Linked DNA regions of Zea mays: region 1 is linked to region 2. A link is a contact called in public Hi-C data. All regions are on one chromosome and are shown on one strand. The core of a region is the stretch at or near the end of the contact, and the rest is flanking DNA. Distances in the headings are between cores, read along the strand shown. Region 1 holds the start of LOC100286375 (40S ribosomal protein S10). Region 2 holds the start of LOC100192640.

Region 1 (4,244 bases), core at 301-2,800, 680 kb after region 2:
ATCCGTTTAACTCTAAGTCTGTCAAGCTCGCTTTTTGCACTAAACCATGCTTAGTGGTCCGCTAAGCACGTTTTTGCCCGCTTTTTTCGTGCTTACCGGTCCGGCCCGTTTAGACCCGTTGCGGGCCGGACTCGGACAGAAAAACGAGCCCGCAGGTTTAAATGGCCTGATCTGATCCGTTTTTCTAACCGTGCCCAGTGGGTCGAATTTAAAATGAGCCGGACTTTAACGGGCTTAGGCCGAACGGTCCGTTTGCATCTCTATTTAGACGTACAGTTGGTTCTCATCCATCCAGTCATCGATTGATGCAGACACAAACTGAGTTCAAAGTAGCACGCACTGTCTCCTATCCTATCTGAAAGCGACGCGGAGCGAGGTGACGGATGTGGAGGAGAAACTGAAGCTGCAAGTACTAGGCCGCGGCCCATGACTAGCTCCAGAAAGTAAAGCTTTTCTTTGCGTCGATCGATCACGTACACGCCTCGCTGGCTGTTTCAGTTAAACGCCGTCACTGTCGACTACTTGTTGTGTGGTCTGCATACTTTGCATCTCTTTGCTCCTTGACCAGGAGCAAAAGTTGATCTTTTTTTTTCTTTTTTCAGTCTTCACATCGATCACAACATTGCCAATCATCCTGTCATCATCATACATGTGTTGATGTGTAGGCCCCATGTACGATGCGACTAGACTAGCCATGCATCTCGAGTATATAAGCAGCAGTAAGAGCAACTTCAAAAGGAAATGATATTTTTTTTTTAAAAAAAACTGATCACAAGGGACATACTAAAATAAAGTTTTAGGGATGGAAGAAACTGTTACTTCAGCAATCCGCAAAATATTAAACAACTGACGCGGATGAGTCCGATGATAAAAAGAAATATTGTGGTTCTATCCAAAGACATTGAGTCCTTATACGAGACAGAATAGTGGGGTATCATGAAAAGAAATTATTATAAGAGAATTCTACAAATGAACATTGCTATTTCAGACGAATATATATATATATATATATATATATATATATATATATATATTACATATGTTTCTGTATTTTTTAAAGTTAGTGTATGTCCGGCTACCTAATGTAGCTGTCTTGTCTCCCTCCATCCAGCTACCTCCATTCATTCGGCCCCTGCACTCGTCGTAGGCTCGTAGCTAGCGTCACAGGACGGGTGTCGATGGCGTCCACACGAGGGACGAGCAAATATGAGGGAAATGAGGCTGTAAATAAGGGACGTGAAGTTTTCGGGATAAAAAAAGATCTGTTAGACTAATTAAAAAGCGAATATTTCTCTAATATTAATTTTGGGGTTAGTTTAGGGTTTTTTTAAAGTCGCTCTAAGTACTAATCTATCTCCTACCCTAGCGACATCTGAATCTGAATTCCGATGAGAATGTCCTCCCGCATTTCACAGGCCCAATGCCTAGCCCAGCTTACTTCCTACTACGTCTTATGGAAATGGGCCGACTTCAACCTGTAACGAAGAGAGGGACCCGTGCGGCCCAGGTCCGCCTCTCCCTATATACCAACTCGCCACAAATGTAGGGTTTTCTGTCCGCGCCACCGCTCCTCGACCCCCGCCCAACACTCCCAGCCGTCACGCCGTCGCCGCCGCGAGTCCTTCATTCACCATGGTGAGCGCCTCTCATCGATTCCATTACCTCGTCTGTTGGTTCATTACCAATGCTTCTTCTAACGTGATTTCCATCCCTTCCTCCGTTCGCAGATCATCTCCAAGAAGAACCGCCGCGAGATCTGCAAGTACATCTTCCATGGTGAGCTCCTTCTCCTCCCTCTTCGCCCGTCCCCCTAGGCGCGCCCAATATAAGATTATTTCATTAGATTTAGATACCAATTCAGACATTACAAGCATTAGCAATATTCGGATCGTGTACGACCCAAGCCCGTCCTTGTCTTAGATTGAGAACCGTTCAACTTTATGTTGCAGAGGGGGTTCTATATGCCAAGAAGGACTACAACCTGGCCAAGCACCCCAAGCTTGACGTGCCCAACCTGGAGGTGATTAAGCTCATGCAGAGCTTCAAGTCCAAGGAGTATGTCAGGGAGACCTTCTCCTGGCAGTACTACTACTGGTACCTCACCAACGATGGCATTGAGCACCTCCGCAGCTTCCTCAACCTGCCGTCAGAGGTTGTGCCCAACACCCTCAAGAAGTCCTCCAAGCCCCCGTCCCGTCCCTTTGGCTCTGGCCCACCGGGTGACCGCCCCAGGTACATTTGTCACACTAGAGTTGTTTGCAGTTCTGTATTCTGACACCAGATTTTCACATGATGATAATTGAACTCGTCATTGCTGCCTGCTATTTTGACAGTCATTGTGAATTGTTCCAGAGCCTACAAATTTTGTTTCGTATGCATCTAATTTTGAAATTGCCATAAGGCTTCTACATTTACTTTTGTACATTATATCATATTCCTGGATTGCTAGTAGAGTTTCACCATGAAGCCATGGTTACTTACCTATTATGTTTATTTGACAGGGGTCCCCCTCGCTTTGGGGAAGACAGACCTAGGTTTGGGGATAGGGATGGTTACAGAGGAGGTCCACGAGGTGCAATGGGTGATTTTGGTGGTGAGAAGGGTAGTGCTCCTGCGGATTTCCAGCCATCTTTTAGGGTAAGTTCTAGAAAACTGCGCGCATCTCACATATTTTTTTGTTTACATTGGTTTCTTAACTCACAAATGTCCAGTTCGTTTCAAGAAAACAAGCTTATTTTTTGCACAACTTGTCCAGCTTTGTTACTCCCGCTCTCTTCCAAATTATTAGATGTTTTTTTTCTAGATTCGTGGTTTTTGCTACGCACTTGGATATACAGTATGTCTAGTTACATAATAAAAGGGATGCATTTAGAAATGTCAAAGTGTCTTATAATTTGAACCGAGGGAGTACTTAAGTTTGTGTGTAGTAATCCGCTTGAGCCCCTTTGGTATATCCATGCATGTTCATGTCTTTGTGCTGGTAAACTCCAAACTGCCTTTATAAGTTATGGTAGTGTGGTTTGCTGTTGGTAAGCAGGTGGGATATTCTTTTTGACCTCTATGTGGCAAGTCATTGTAAATACAGCATTTTCTTAAACATTTCTGGACTGCTAACAGTGCTCTTGCTGCTAATGCAAGCAAATATAGCTTGTGAACTGACTCCAATGTTTTCTCTTCTTTTTTTTCAGGGTAGCAGACCTGGCTTCGGCCGTGGTGGCGGCAGCGCTTTTGGTGCCAGTGGATCTTCCATGGAGTGATCTATCAACTTAAGCGGGAAAATTGATTCAGGATAGGCACATGTTTGTTGATCTTTGAACTTTTGAGGACAATGAGATTTTGGTTTACCGAGCTGTTGCCGTGGCTTGACATGGTTTTGTGATCCTCCTTTTTTTGTTACATTAAATTATTAAAGCAGCAAGTCATCATTCGCATCGATGGTGCTATTGCCCCCTGTTTTGATATCTGATCTCGCTGGGAATGACCTTGCTCTCTGTATTGTTGTGCTCAGAGTTTTGATATCGCTGGACAAGGCATTGCACTCCCTATCGCTTGAAATCGTCTCTGTTGGTGCTGGTGTATAAAACTTTGACGTGTGCCGTTTATAATATATATGTAACTGCAAAACCAAGTTTCTATACAAGTCAAAACAGTATACAATTTGGATCAGAAGGTGGTGCAATGTATAACCCTTCTAAATTTAAGGATGTTTTGTGTCTGATATACTTGTTCGCTGGTGCTTCTACAGTGGATTACAGCAGTTGTGACTTGTTTGACTTTTTTTAGTTTAAGTTTGATCGACTTTTTTAGTTTAAGTTTGATCGGCTCGTCTTATTCAAAACATATCTTATTCAAAAAAATCATAGTTATTTTAATCTTTAGTATGATATTGTTTAGCATATAATATATTTTTAGTTTAGTTTTGACTTTTCATTTTTCTAAAAATAATAATAAAATGAATTGGTCAAACTTGGTTTAAATAAAAAAGTCGAAGGGATTATAAAATGAGATGGGTGGAGTATTTAACTACCTATGTAGATGTGGAAAGCGTATTGCTGTACATCTAAATATATAGTGGATTTTTTATATAAAAAAACTAAATATCTATAATTTAAAATGTATTTCTTTTTTTTTAACGTAGCATAAGAGCACTTAACGATACCACGTTTCAAGAAAATTTGTTTCATTTTCAGATATCCATATCTGACATGAAAACCAAATACACGGCCAAAAAAAAGTCTGAAATG
Region 2 (4,173 bases), core at 382-2,881:
CATCCAAATTAGATCTTAGAGAAGAGTAGAAAATAGTAAGTTTACTATTCCATAGGGTCTAAAAGGGCAAAAGTACATGTGGTAACTTTACAAGAACCCTATAACCCAGAGAAAATACACTAAGGTCAAGAGACTACACATTCCTATATATTACAGCCGGGAGCAAAGCTCGCCGGCTAGAGTATCCACTTCGCTATTTTTTTGGCACCAAAACGATGAACATCGAGTGGACATTATCCTGTATAGCCTCTCGACAACTCCGCACGTCGACATCACGATGCTTCCAGAGGTCGAGCGCGTTTGGATCAATAGCTGTGGGAGGGAGAGGCGGCGCTTGGATCTTTTTCCTTGCCGCGTGATCACGTTCCAATGGCCAAAGATGCTTCACATTTTTCTTTCCTATAACAGGAATGGACGACTCGGTCCTATATGTTACTATATTATTCTAGAACCTAGGCATCGCCTTCTCCACGTTGAGAAAAAGCAACCGCTGCGTTCGACAAAATGACATGGTACATGGTGAAGGAAGCGGCGACAATGACAGTGCCGCCGCTCATCCCACTGTGTCTCTCCTCGCTTCTTCGATAATAACTCGGTTATATTCTGCAGCCAGGGTTCGTGGCGCGCGCAGCTCGGCTCTCCAGCTTCAGGGCCACCGCTTCGTCGGCCTCTTTGGACTTGCCCACCGCCAACTGCGCTGAGTGTAGGCATCTGCTATTGGCAACATAACTCTCCCAATATTTCCAACTTCACTGTTTTCTAAGAATCTGCACATAACCTGATTAGAGATTCACGGATGCAAATCAGACCATTTTTCAGCACGGGCAAAGATGAGTGAAAGCGCCAGTAAACCAATTAATTTATCGAAACCATATAGAAGACACCGAGGCCAAAAATGACAACCATATAGAAACAAAGACGGGAAAACCTACATGGCCAGAGCACGGAGTAGAGCATTGACGACATGGAACACTCAGAACCACGACGCTCGAACGGGCAGCTCACCTACGAACGTTGCACACGATAAAAGCAACACACGTTCCAGACTACCGCGCTTTGGCCCGATCCGCAGCAGAAGAGCCCTACAAAGGACACAAAAAAAATGGCGAACAATCGGTGAGCAGATCGGAGCAGAGAAACTATACGTTGGCTAGCCCTATACACTGGGGGCTCGGCGATGGATTCCAGAGGGAACAGGAGCCCCTCGCAGCTAGGCCCTATAGAACCGAGAGAGGGGAAATGAAATCCGCTGTCGAAGGCCAGATATAGGTGGTTGGCGGTACCTACACGATGACCTGGAACAGCAGCAGCAGGACGACGGCGCTGTGCGAGTGCTCAACGGTGAGAAGACCGGTCGCAGATTTTTTGGAGAGGGAAGAGGAGGGGATTCCACATGGCCGCAGGGAGCAGATGGATGAGGGGCGAGACGTAGTCGTACTCGTGGAGCCAAATCCGACTGCAGGCACGACGAGTTTGGCGACCGCCGCAGCATGACGAGGATGGCGACCGCCGCAGCACGACGAGTTTGGCGACCGCCGCACAGCACCGCAGCCCGCAGGAGAGAACCTGCCCTTGCACGGGAGCACCGCGCGAGGATGGGCCTCGGACAAATACTGTTCCCCACAACCACAAGACTGAACTGCACAATGCGCCAGGACCCAGCGGCGAGTGCTCAACGGCCAAAAATCGCTTGGAACAGGAGCTCGGACTCGGACACGAACACGGACACTGCGTGGAACAGGAGCTCGGACACGGACTCTGGACGCTTCAATCCCGTGTGACTAGGTAATATATATTTATCGTGCAATCACTTCGGTTCAGTCTCTATGATACAACATCCGCAGTTCCGTCTCTCGTGTTCAACGGTAGTATCTCTACAACTTTACTCGATTTCTTTGTTACACCAAGATGTTAGGATACCAAAACGTCGTTGGGGGAGATGACTGAAGCTGAAGAGTAAAGCGCTAGACGTGAAAGATGGTGGAGTAAAGAAAAAGAAGAAGTACCAGCGTGAGGAGTCGTCTCAGACTGAATCTGATAAGAATGGAGATGAAGGGAATCCACATCCTAACTATGACCATCTCACACCAGCAGAGCGCCGCTATATGGAACAGAAGCATAAGATCGACATGCAAAAGATGGCCAAATTCGCCAATAAGTCACACAGGGACCGCATGCAGGACTTCAACCAGTACCTGGCTAAGCTCAGCGAGCACTACGACATCTCCAAAGTTGGTCCCGGCTAACATGCCCAACCTAGCTGTGTTACGCACAAACAATTGTATGTTGTGTGGGTCTATCTAGTTTTTTGTTAGCATTTTATGTATCGTTTTATAATTGTTGTAAAACGACTTGTTGCCACCAACATACAATATTTATTTTCAAAAGCTTGTTCTAAGTATTTTGATCCCGTGTTTAAGCCTTTTTTGTTGCCCGTTTTAGTTGCATTCATTTTATTCAAAATGCGATCCGCTTTTGATATTTTTAGGGAACTCATTTTCTTTCAATACATTGGTAGAGTTTAACAACAGATTATGCCCAAATTTTTCTAGGTCAACATGGCCTTCAATTTGGGAAGTGGGAAATAAGGGTGGGATAATTTGATTCCATGTTTGGACAATTGAATTGAAGATAGGGATAGATAAATAAAGACTACACCCATCCCATGCCCCCCTCCTTTTGCCTCAACCCATTTTTATTTCCCTATCCAATCTTGATGAGATCACTCCGGAAAAGATATGTATTTGAAGAGGTATTCTAAAAGAAATGTCTATTTCAAAAACAGTAGCGTCGATGTTCTCTATTGGAGCTTCTTCCTCTAGATACAGATTCGTGATAAACGAAATCCTCCTAACTCCCATGATATCCTTTACCAAACTGGCAAGGGGATCTTCTTCCTGATCAAATCATAAGGAGTTGGGTTGATCAGAGTTGAAAAGTTGTGGGCAAGTAAAAGTGGAATAATAAAGAGATGTGGAGGTATCGTGGTGATGAAGATTTCACCATGGCCATGCACTCCCAGTTGCTTGAGATCACTTGGCAATCGATCACCAGTAGCTTGGCATCTCTTCTTAAACACTAAATCTCAGTTCAAGCATAATTAAGAAAAAAATGTGAACCTATAGGATAGGCACCTTTTTTTAATAATGGCCACAATTTAAGTATGATCTGAATAAAGATGATCTAGAATGTGTACAAGAAGCAATCATAGAACTTTTAAGACCATAGATGGGTGTATTGTTAGGGTTGATAATGTGCTCCAAATTTTACACTATAAAATTTAATGATCGGATCGGATTAGGATCGGGTCCTATTTCTATTCATTTTTGAACTAAAATTTATTTAGTGCCCTACTATTTTGTGAAGAAGCATTTGGTTCACGATCCATTACCACCCCTATGTATTGTTGGTCACTCGTTTTAATTCTTGAAAGACATCAAAGCGAGACAACACAATTAAAAACAAGGACCTTCTCCCCTTCAATGTATCTTCAGGGTTTTACATAAATTGATGAGAAGGTTATTAAGGTTGAAATTTGGTTTAAGCCTTAATTTGGATCCACAAGTCCGTAACAACCGCTAATTTTGATCAAAAACATGAAAAACTTCTATGCAACGTAGTAGACGTGGCCAAAAAAAAATGACTCGACAATGGATTCAACTCAAACATATATAATATTTGTCTGGTCGACTAATACCTGTGTATCTAGATGTGAAGCCCTTGGAGGATTGAAATATAAACTTTGCTTTCTTCTATATTTCCTGGTAAAATAAAGTGAATTATATGACATAGGTCACCTATCTCTCTATATTATTATTACTATAACAGGAGGCGCGCTTTGTGCGCCCTCCTCTTCAGGAACCTCTTGCGACATACGCGCAACAGTGTTATGTTTGTCTATTCTCACAAACACAAGAAAGGAACACAACTGATATCATACATATTTGCATATACCAAAGTAGGACAACAACATATGTTCCATACAAGGTTCAACAATTCTGACCATCCATATGTTACACCACTCGGTCATGTTTCACGTCTACCAGCCATCATAGCTCGTGTACACTAACATGACTCACCATGGTAGACTCGAAACATAAACATCCTATGCTAGCCAAACCATCTACACATGGCGCTAGAAAAAACATTTTAATCAAAAGATTGCGGAAGGGC

Evidence for each region. A called contact is a pair of places that touch in the nucleus more often than the background predicts.
Region 1: a Hi-C map of tassel shows a contact between it and region 2, with 2.4 times the contacts expected there. The contact joins the promoter of LOC100286375 here to the promoter of LOC100192640 in region 2. A contact is called at or near these places in 2 of 25 Hi-C or Micro-C datasets (ear and tassel).

What each region holds. Positions count from the first base shown.
Region 1 is chr3:148,501,280-148,505,523 of Zm-B73-REFERENCE-NAM-5.0, forward strand. It overlaps LOC100286375 (40S ribosomal protein S10), which reads left to right and starts at 1,551. Exons shown (of 5, transcript NM_001159262.2): 1 at 1,551-1,635; 2 at 1,728-1,776; 3 at 1,950-2,232; 4 at 2,502-2,637; 5 at 3,189-3,433. The coding sequence starts at 1,633. The coding sequence ends at 3,257.
Region 2 is chr3:147,822,698-147,826,870 of Zm-B73-REFERENCE-NAM-5.0, forward strand. LOC100192640 reads right to left here and starts at 1,632. Exons shown (of 1, transcript NM_001137854.1): 1 at 372-1,632. The coding sequence starts at 1,492. The coding sequence ends at 1,211.